Regions from separate parts of the Gossypium hirsutum genome. Here region 1 is linked to region 2. The links are chromatin contacts, called in public Hi-C maps. All regions are on one chromosome and are shown on one strand. The core of a region is the stretch at or near the end of the contact, and the rest is flanking DNA. Distances in the headings are between cores, read along the strand shown. Region 1 holds the start of LOC107945326 (kinesin-like protein KIN-12E). Region 2 holds the start of LOC107945319.

Region 1 (4,626 bases), core at 1,151-3,650, 140 kb before region 2:
CTCCTCGGATTAAATTTCCTTCTGTTGCTAGCCTTAAAAGACTAGATAGTTCCTCTCCACAGAATAGAAATAGAAATGGGCTCAAAGGGTCTCCTTGTCTGAGGCCTCTAGACGGGAAAATTTTTTCTCCAATAACACCATTAAAAACTACTGAATATGATCTGTAGTAACGCATTTCATTAGCATGTCAACCCACTCTGAATCAAACCCTAATTTTTTCATTATTTTTTCAACAAAACTCCATTCAACCTTGTCATATGCTTTACTCATATCTAACTTCACCGCCATAAGTCCTCTTTTCCCTACCCTTTTATTCTTCAGAGTGTGAAGAATTTCACAAGCTAATAAAATATTGTCACTAATCAGTCTCCCTGGTACAAAAGCACTTTGAGCTAAATCAATACATCTATTTATCACAAGACAAAGACTATTGGCAATAACTTTAGCCAACAATTTATAAAGCACATTACATAAACTGATTGGCCTAAAATGGGTAATATTCAAAGGATCAGGGATTTTTGGAATTAACACTATATTAGTTTTGTTTATTGAACTGATATTCATACCTCCATTCAGTAGATTAAGACAGAATTATGTAACTTCTTCTTTGATAGTTGGCCAACATTTTTTGTAGAATAATTCCGGAAATCCATCCTTCACTAGTGCTTTTGTTGGGCCTAATTCTTCTAGTGCCTCACGGATCTCTTCTTTGGTGTATCTAGCCTTCAGTTTTGAATTATTCTCATCGAAATGCGTTGCTCAATTCTTGCCAAAATATTATCATAATTTCCCCAGATACTTTCCTCCCTTTCCTGTTTGAAGTTAGCGCCACTTTCCTCCCTTTCTTATTATGTTGAATCTTGTCAACCCATTTCTTAAGACCTCTCTTGAGACTTTCCATCTTACTCAATAAATCACCAACAGCATTCTCTCAGATACTTTTAACCTCAGAAGTAAAACTCTCCTCCAAAACCCACAATGCTTCAAATTTAAAACTTCCATTAATTCTTCTCTTATCCTCCTGTTTGGTGGTGATTAACAACGGGCAATGATCTGAAAAAGAATGAGATATGTGTTGAATTTGAAATTCCGGGAATAAAGATAACCATTCTTCCATAGCCACTCCCCTATCTAAACGTTCTTGAATATTTGTTTCTGGCAGATTTCCCAAGTAAACCATCTTCCAGAAAATCTCATGTCCCTTAGGTTGCAATCCTCTAAGACCGTTCTAAATGCTTCCATTCTCCCCTCCTCTCGAGGTAAGCCTCCTTGTTTTTTGAAGCCATACAAAATTTCATTGAAATCACCACAAATCATCAGATTTCATGATTCTTCTTTATTCGAATAGGGAGAACCACAAAAACCAGTAAATCTCCATTTTTTACCTTCCTCTGTATCCTCAATTTCCACATCAATATGACTTTTTGAATAGCTTTGGATCCTGACATTAGTATCCCCACGCCCAAGCCAAACATAATCCACTCGAGATCACCACATCTTCGAACCCGTCCCATTCTCCTCCTATTTATTTTTGTCTCCATAAAAAAGACCATATGTGGATTATATAACCTCAGCCAATGTCGAAGTCTATGAACTGTTCGTGGGTTCCATTGACCCCGGACGTTTCAACTTAAGATTTTCATTGTGACCGGTCGGCTTGCCTCTTGGCAGTCACCGGTATTATTTAAATCTGACATATGAACAATTACCAAAAAATAAAATCTGCTTCTTCCTTTTTAGTGGGCGTCTTATGTCAATTTGGACTCTTATTCTCATAAAATTTCGATTTTCTTTCCCATATTTGAACCATCATATTCCATAAAAGTACCCCTAATTGTATTGCCAGCCTTTCAGAGAAAAAACCTGCAGGAATATCATGAATCTGTACCCAAAATAGAGTATAGGTTAAAGGAACTATTAATGGATCCTACGTCAACTGCAACTTGTATAATAGCAACAGATGATTATTGAAAGTCCACAGGGATCCCTTTAGCACCCTCTCCATATTCATAACATCATAAAAATTGAAATAAATACCTTTTCCCTCCTAGATCTCAAATTTGTACCCCTGAACCGGATGCCAGAGATTTGCCATTGTAGTTTTCATCGCTGGAAAATGGATAATGTTGGCAGTTAAAAAACATCCCACTAATTGAAAAGTCCCAACCTCTGTTAATGTTTTTGGTTCAAATTGAAACTGTAAAATTTCTTCTTCCTCCTCATTGATCGTTAACCCAGCAAACTCTGACTCCATGATTGAAAACAGATGCGATTTAAAAGCCAAATCACAAACTAAAAGAGAAAACAAAAGGACTTACTGTCGGCGCTAAACCAATAGACATAAAAACAAGAAAACCTAAAACCTGCCAGAGAGAGTAGACAGAGACGTGCCAGAGAAGGCAGACATTAGACATTTCTTTGTTTAAATTTTTAATTTTTCGCTAACTTCTAATTTTAATTTTAATTTTTTTCAAATATTTTTTAGTTTTCGTAATTCTTTTAAACTCATTATAAGAATAATTATAAGTACACTAATTTTTATATATTGAGCTTATATAATATATTGGGCCTATAATATATTATTATTAATAATTTTGGGTGATCAATTAATTATCCGATTTCAAATTGTATTAATTGATAATTAAAATTTTCAAAAACCTTTAACTGAACTAGTTTAGTTTAATCGGCTAATTTGGTAAAAATCAACAAATGCACAATGGGTACATTGAAAAAATATTAGAAGAATTTAAAAACCATGGAACTCGAGATATTGGTAATACATTTTAGTTGAACGTGTTTCCTTCCTATAAAACCTGACCCTTTTTACTGCCTAATAATGTGATAAGAAAGGCTTCAAAATGGAATTGGAAGCGATTAAAGAAGTGGAAGAAAATGAGGGTTTATGTAGTTCATATTCCAGCAGCATTGAGCTTCAACCGTGAGGACTGAATTCTTTCTGTTGTTTATCTAAAACGTAGGCAAATGCCATTGATGTTGTATGAAATGGACAATGAGAAAGACAAATATTGTTTTAGCAGAATTGTATTTTAGCTGTTGCTCTTTTGTGGTGATGTATTGTCGCCACCGTTCCTTGTTTTGTTACCTTTTGCTCCTTTTACGAGTTAAAACTTAAATACCCACTCCTATGTCTGGTTTCTTCCTAGATTTACATAATGGAATTCGACACATTCAGACAACTTTCCCTTTCAACAGATAATGATATGTCATTAACAGAAAGGCATGCTTGTCCTTTCTGTATGAAGGGTCAAAAACCACTCACAAGCTCATCTTTTAGCGTCCAAGACTTGAATCCCGAGAACTGATGAATTTTTGTTTCATGGTTAGTGGCATACGTTTCATATTTAGCTAATCAGCTGAGAATCTTCTTTCCAACTGTTGGAAATCTGTGCTTGTCAACCGACACCTTATTATAAAGTCTAAAGATGTCCTGCATTTGCTAATGGATGTCACTTCAGAGCTGAACAGTTGTATTTGTACCCTGTGGAAGTGACAAGAGCGAAAGGTATAGAAACATTAAAGACAAGTTAGACTGTTGTTCTTTGCATCCTTATTGTTCCAAGCCCAAATATGTGCGACTTACTAAGCTATTGACGCTTCAATATGGGGCTTTCTTTGGATTTAGATAAATCTTGGGTGCCATGAAGAAACTTCCAAATATTATTTTTTAAATTTGTCTACGATGGAAACTCTTGTTTTGGTTAATGAATTATAAAAGTTTTCATTCACTAACGTTAATATTTATTTCTGTTTTGGTCGCTCTTTATTAAATTATTAATAAAAATAATGATTTGACCTTTTTTTAAGTAGTATAGTTATAAATTTAGCCTTCAACACTTACACATTCTATTAATTTAATCTTAATTCTATATAATTCAACAAATTGAGTCCTCCATATTTGCTGCCGCTGATGATGATGAAATATTTACTAGAATACCCCTTTCAATCGTATAATTATTTTGTTACATTTCAATTAAAATTTGATTTTTTATAACATATATTTAGTTTAATCTTGTAAATGTAATATAATATAAAGCATCATGTGAAATGTTCATACTAGACTAGTTTAGGTAAGAAAGATATTCCTTATTAAGATTAAGAAAAAATGTTAAAATGTTAAATGAAATTAAGTTTGAAGTAAAAATAAATTAAATTTGAAATAGATATAGATATATATACATAAAATTCATGTTTAATTAATACCAGACTGAATTTTGGCTTGCATTTTAAATTTGAAGTAATAAAAACCCTTCATTTTAAATTATGGGGAACTCAACCAAGAAGATAAACACAGATCAAAGCAAATATAAAACAATAGCTTTTGCGGTAGCAACACCTTTCATTGTCATCAGAGGAGTTTGCATTGGGTGGAAATATGTGAGTTGTTGTTAACTAGTAAGGTGAACAAGGGAGGAAGTTGGTGGTTGAATGGATTAGACTGGAATGAAGGTTGGGGAGAGATTTCAGTTTTAAGAGAGTTCGGGAAGTCATGAAGGAGTGTCTACGTGAATGTGTATGAGCTATTTGCATGGCCTTTTTATAGTGGGGCACAACCTTGGATACGTGTCCTAAAGTTATTGACATGGGAATCTGATTTGATAGTTTAGG
Region 2 (4,417 bases), core at 1,268-3,767:
ATGCATTTAATTATTTTTATTTTAACAAATGCATTATTTAATAAATTGGAATATTAAAAATAAAAAATATCCAAACTTTACTTGAATTACAAAAATAAACAAATGCATTATTAAGTAAATTGAAAAACAAATGCATAAAACCAATCCATAACAATAAAATTAAAACTTGAATAATAATTGAAAAATAATAGTTAAAATTAAAAATAATAAAAATAAACTGTTTCCAAAATTAGCTTCTGCAAGTGTTTGAGCCATCTCTTTCCAAGTTTGTTCAAGAAGATGGCTGGATAACCAAGTGATCCCATATCTTTGAACATCACCTGAAGCTATAGAACTCACTTTGCCTCGAGCGACTATTAACATCTCACTGAACACATCCCACATGGTCAGATCCTTACTTTCTCCAATAAACTGATTTGATCGTACACCATCATCAGGAAAGTATCCTCCATTCAGACATGGGCCTCTATCCCATTCTTCATGTTTATTTTCAGACACAGGAGGGACAGACACAGGTACCCAAACTCCAGTTTCTTCAGAACATGGGGTATCATAGTAAAAAAGCTTCTCCTTTTTTCTGATTTCCATCGCTCTAAAGAATTTCCATACTATTGCATCCACTAACTCTAGGATGTACTTCACTTGCAGACCTTTTAAGCTGCTTTCCATCTTGCATAACATCGGTATCTGTAAGAGTCCATTTTTCTCTACTTTCCTCCACTTTTTCCAGATCCTAACACCATCATTAAAAAAAACACTATTGTTTTTCCTTGAACCAATAAACAACAATAACAAAATCAAAATCAAAATAAAAATAGCTATCATTCACCAAGATTAACAAGTTATTCCACAAACTAAAACAACAAAGATAAGCATATTATGCGAGCAAAAAGAAAAAAAAAGAAGCAAAATATGCTATAGCCTATAGGTACATTTCGACATAAAACTTGCTGCCATACTAAAATCCATATCAAATTAAATAACCTACAATTTAAACAATGACTTTGCTCTAATACTGGGAAATCACATCAATGCATATCAAGATACACACTAAACATACAAGAAGAAAGACATCTGATATTGAAATACCATCAATATGCAAAGATGATCTCTTTACAATAAAGTCTCTATAGCTATTCATACAAGAATATGTATAACAGCTTCGACTAACAGCTACTATTAACTCCTTAGCAGACTATAATGGATAGCAAATAGTTACAATTGAACCAATTGTATAACAGCTTCGACTAACAGCTACTCTTGACTAACAGCTACTGACTATCCTTAACAATGCAGCAATGCTAAAACAGTGCGATCAATCTCAGGCATCCAATAAAAACCTTCAAATTTTTTCATACAAAGAAATACTAAGAACAACCCTCTACTTGGAGAAGCCAAATAACAATTAATCCAAAACAAAAAGAAAACTAAAACTAACAGATGCTCCCTTTTCAAAGAAAAAAAGAATAAACAATAGAAAATTGTATTCCATCTTAGTTAAGGGTATTCATTCAACCATCTGGGCTAAACCCAATTAGAAAAAGCAGAGAAACAGCATTTACAAACTTTCCAGTTCCTTTTCCTTGGTTTTCAATGCAACCAAACAGATATTTAACATGAGAGAAAAAATAATAAGAATTACCTGGGAAGATAAAAATTGAAACTGGTTGTCTTCTGGTTCAATTTTAGGGTATTTTATCAGCCCCTCCATTGATTCCTTTCAGATTTTTTTTTCAAATAAAAAGAAGATTTTATACGACCAAATAGAGAAAAAGAACGAACGGGAGAAACTTCACCAGAAAGAAGCCCCCGAAGTCAATTAAATTCACAAGAAATAGCATACACGTCGGCGCAGGTAAAAAAAGGCGAAACTCACGAGAGACGCAGTGGACATTCCCGCCGGCCATATGCCGAAGCATCTTCGCCAAAATTTAACAGCGAAATCGCCTTAAAAAAACTCAGATATGAACCAGAGAAAAGGAAACCATAGGATTCAGCAATTTTAAATAAAAGAAAGGAAAAGATGTGCCGCAGAGGAAACCCTTGCAATCTGAACCGTGTGGATACGCAATGAAAGAAGGAACTAGCAAAAGAGAAATCAGCCGCGTATAAAATGAAGAAGCACTAGCCTGAAATAGTGAATCGGGAGCGGGTGGAGCCTTGTGGGGTGACTTTGCTGGCAGCTTCTGCTTGCTCTTGTTTTTGGGGCTTTTGGGTTGGGAGGGTAAAAAATGGGAAGGAATAGCCAATCGGTGGTCTGGGAAGGGAATAGAAATCCCCCAGAAATCAGCCAATTTTTGGCATAGACCCGTAATGGAATAAGCCCGTAATAGGCATTCCATTGAACCAAACGGGTGATTAGGTGGGCCCACGGAATAACCAAACATGCTGTAAAAGAAGCAGTTTCTGCTTCAGGGGAAAAACAAAACATTTCCCTAAATTTTTCTTTTTTTAAAACTTAAAACAGGTAAAACGGCGCCGTTTAAGAGGCCAGATCCGCGCGTCGACCCGACCCGCAAGCAGGGTCCGCGCGTTCTGGCATAAATGGTATATTTGCGCAGTTAGGCCCTCCGTTTTGCGATCCGTTTTAATCAAGTCCGATTGCTTTTTTTAATTTGGCTCAAATATTTTACCCGTGTGACGTTTTAATCCAATGCTGCGCAGCGTTTAGGAAGGACAGGATTAATTTCCCTTTTGGCCCTTCAGATTATGCGCATTTTTCAAAAATGTCCTTTTGTTTTAATTTGCTTTCGTTTTTTCAAATTTGTTTTGATTTCAACTTAATCCTTTGCATTTGTTTTACTAATTAAGTTTAATATTAGTTTTTTTATTATTATTATTATTGTAGTTATTATTTCTATGTACATACATACATTTTTTTATTTTTTAAAATATATGTGCATATATGTTTTAAACTTTTGTAGAAGATATACATGTACATATTTTATTTTATTATTATTACTTTATCTTCACAATTCTTATATTTTATAATACATATACATTTTCCTTATTTTATAATCCATGCACATATACATATATATTTTTTGTAATATATATACATATTTTTTTGGAAATTATTAAGTTTTTTTTATATATTTCATTCCTTTTTTATATGTATTCTTATATATGTGTTTTAATATATGCATACACATATTTTCAAATTTACTTATATATTGTACTTATATATATATTGTAAATACATATACATGTATAATTTAAATTAAAGCATGTGTTTCATGTTGTATATTAACATTTTATCATACTTTCAAAGAAAATATATTTGGTGTCATCAAAGCATTAAAATCATTTTTGTTCGAAGGCTTTTTAAGATAATGCAATACTCGTATTTAGGATCTTAGAAAGGATTGAGCCCTAACGTATTGAGTTCCAATTTTCTTCGTTGAATCTAATTATCGCGAATGCTCTTTAATCAAACCAAATAAAAGCTTGTTATCGGGAATTCAACACATCGTGTCCTAACGTATTGGATGTGACGCGTTGATTTCTCGAGATGAAATTTTTTTAAAAAAATAATAAAGGAAATATTAAATGTTTAGAATTTTGAAAAATTGTGCCCTAATGTATTGGGCCGCTATTTCTTTATAAATCTTAAACAAACGAATATTCTTTTAAATTTTAATACACGGGTATTTTTGGACAAACTCATTTTTGAAGAAGTAGAATATCGTGCCCTAACGTATTGGGTGTGACATTTTCTTTTTCCGAAATGAGAAGAGTCTTAAAAAGTAACGCATTTTTTTTAAGTTTTTACTAAGAATCATATTTTTAACTTTCGACATTAATATACTAATTAATTAACTAGGTACAAATTTTTGGGCGTTACGAGGGTGCTAACCCTTCCTCGTACGTAACTGACTCCCGGATCCATTTTTCTAAAACTCGTAGACCAAAGCCGTTTTTTAGGTGATCCAATCACACCTCAATAAAAGATTGGTGGCGACTCCAAATTTTTCCAATTTTTATCGACAACTAATTTTTGTTTTTTTTTTCAAAATAAAATGATTTCAACAATATTCTTTCAAAAATAAAAGAAAAAGATTTTGTTTTAAATTTCTTCTTTTATAAATTACATAAATGTAGACCTAACTCTTCTTTAATCTTTAAATAAAAAGATATGGTGCTTTAAAACGTATGAGTCCACTTTCTCTTATAATAATAATAATAATACCATCTAAATTAAAATACAAACTTAATAAATAAAATTAGATGTAAGTGAGTTTTTGTTGAGTGCACTAACCTTTTCTTATTCCAGGGTCCATAAGAATTTATTTCACTACACAAGGATAGAATCTATATGATTTTGTGATCACAGTGAAAGTGATATATTCCAACTGGAAAATCCCAATTCATTAGCCAAAATCTTCCAACTTATACAATATACATTCACATGCCAACC

Evidence for each region. Hi-C and Micro-C count contacts between places; a contact is called where the count stands out from the background.
Region 1: a contact with region 2 is called in a Hi-C map of leaf, with 2.4 times the contacts expected there. The contact joins the promoter of LOC107945326 here to the promoter of LOC107945319 in region 2. A contact is called at or near these places in 3 of 34 Hi-C or Micro-C datasets (callus and leaf).

The regions. Positions count from the first base shown.
Region 1 is chrD12:25,379,903-25,384,528 of Gossypium_hirsutum_v2.1, reverse strand. LOC107945326 (kinesin-like protein KIN-12E) reads right to left here and starts at 2,400. Exons shown (of 6, transcript XM_016879287.2): 1 at 1-2,400.
Region 2 is chrD12:25,238,953-25,243,369 of Gossypium_hirsutum_v2.1, reverse strand. It overlaps LOC107945319, which reads right to left and starts at 2,517. Exons shown (of 2, transcript XR_001696490.2): 1 at 1,877-2,517; 2 at 178-733.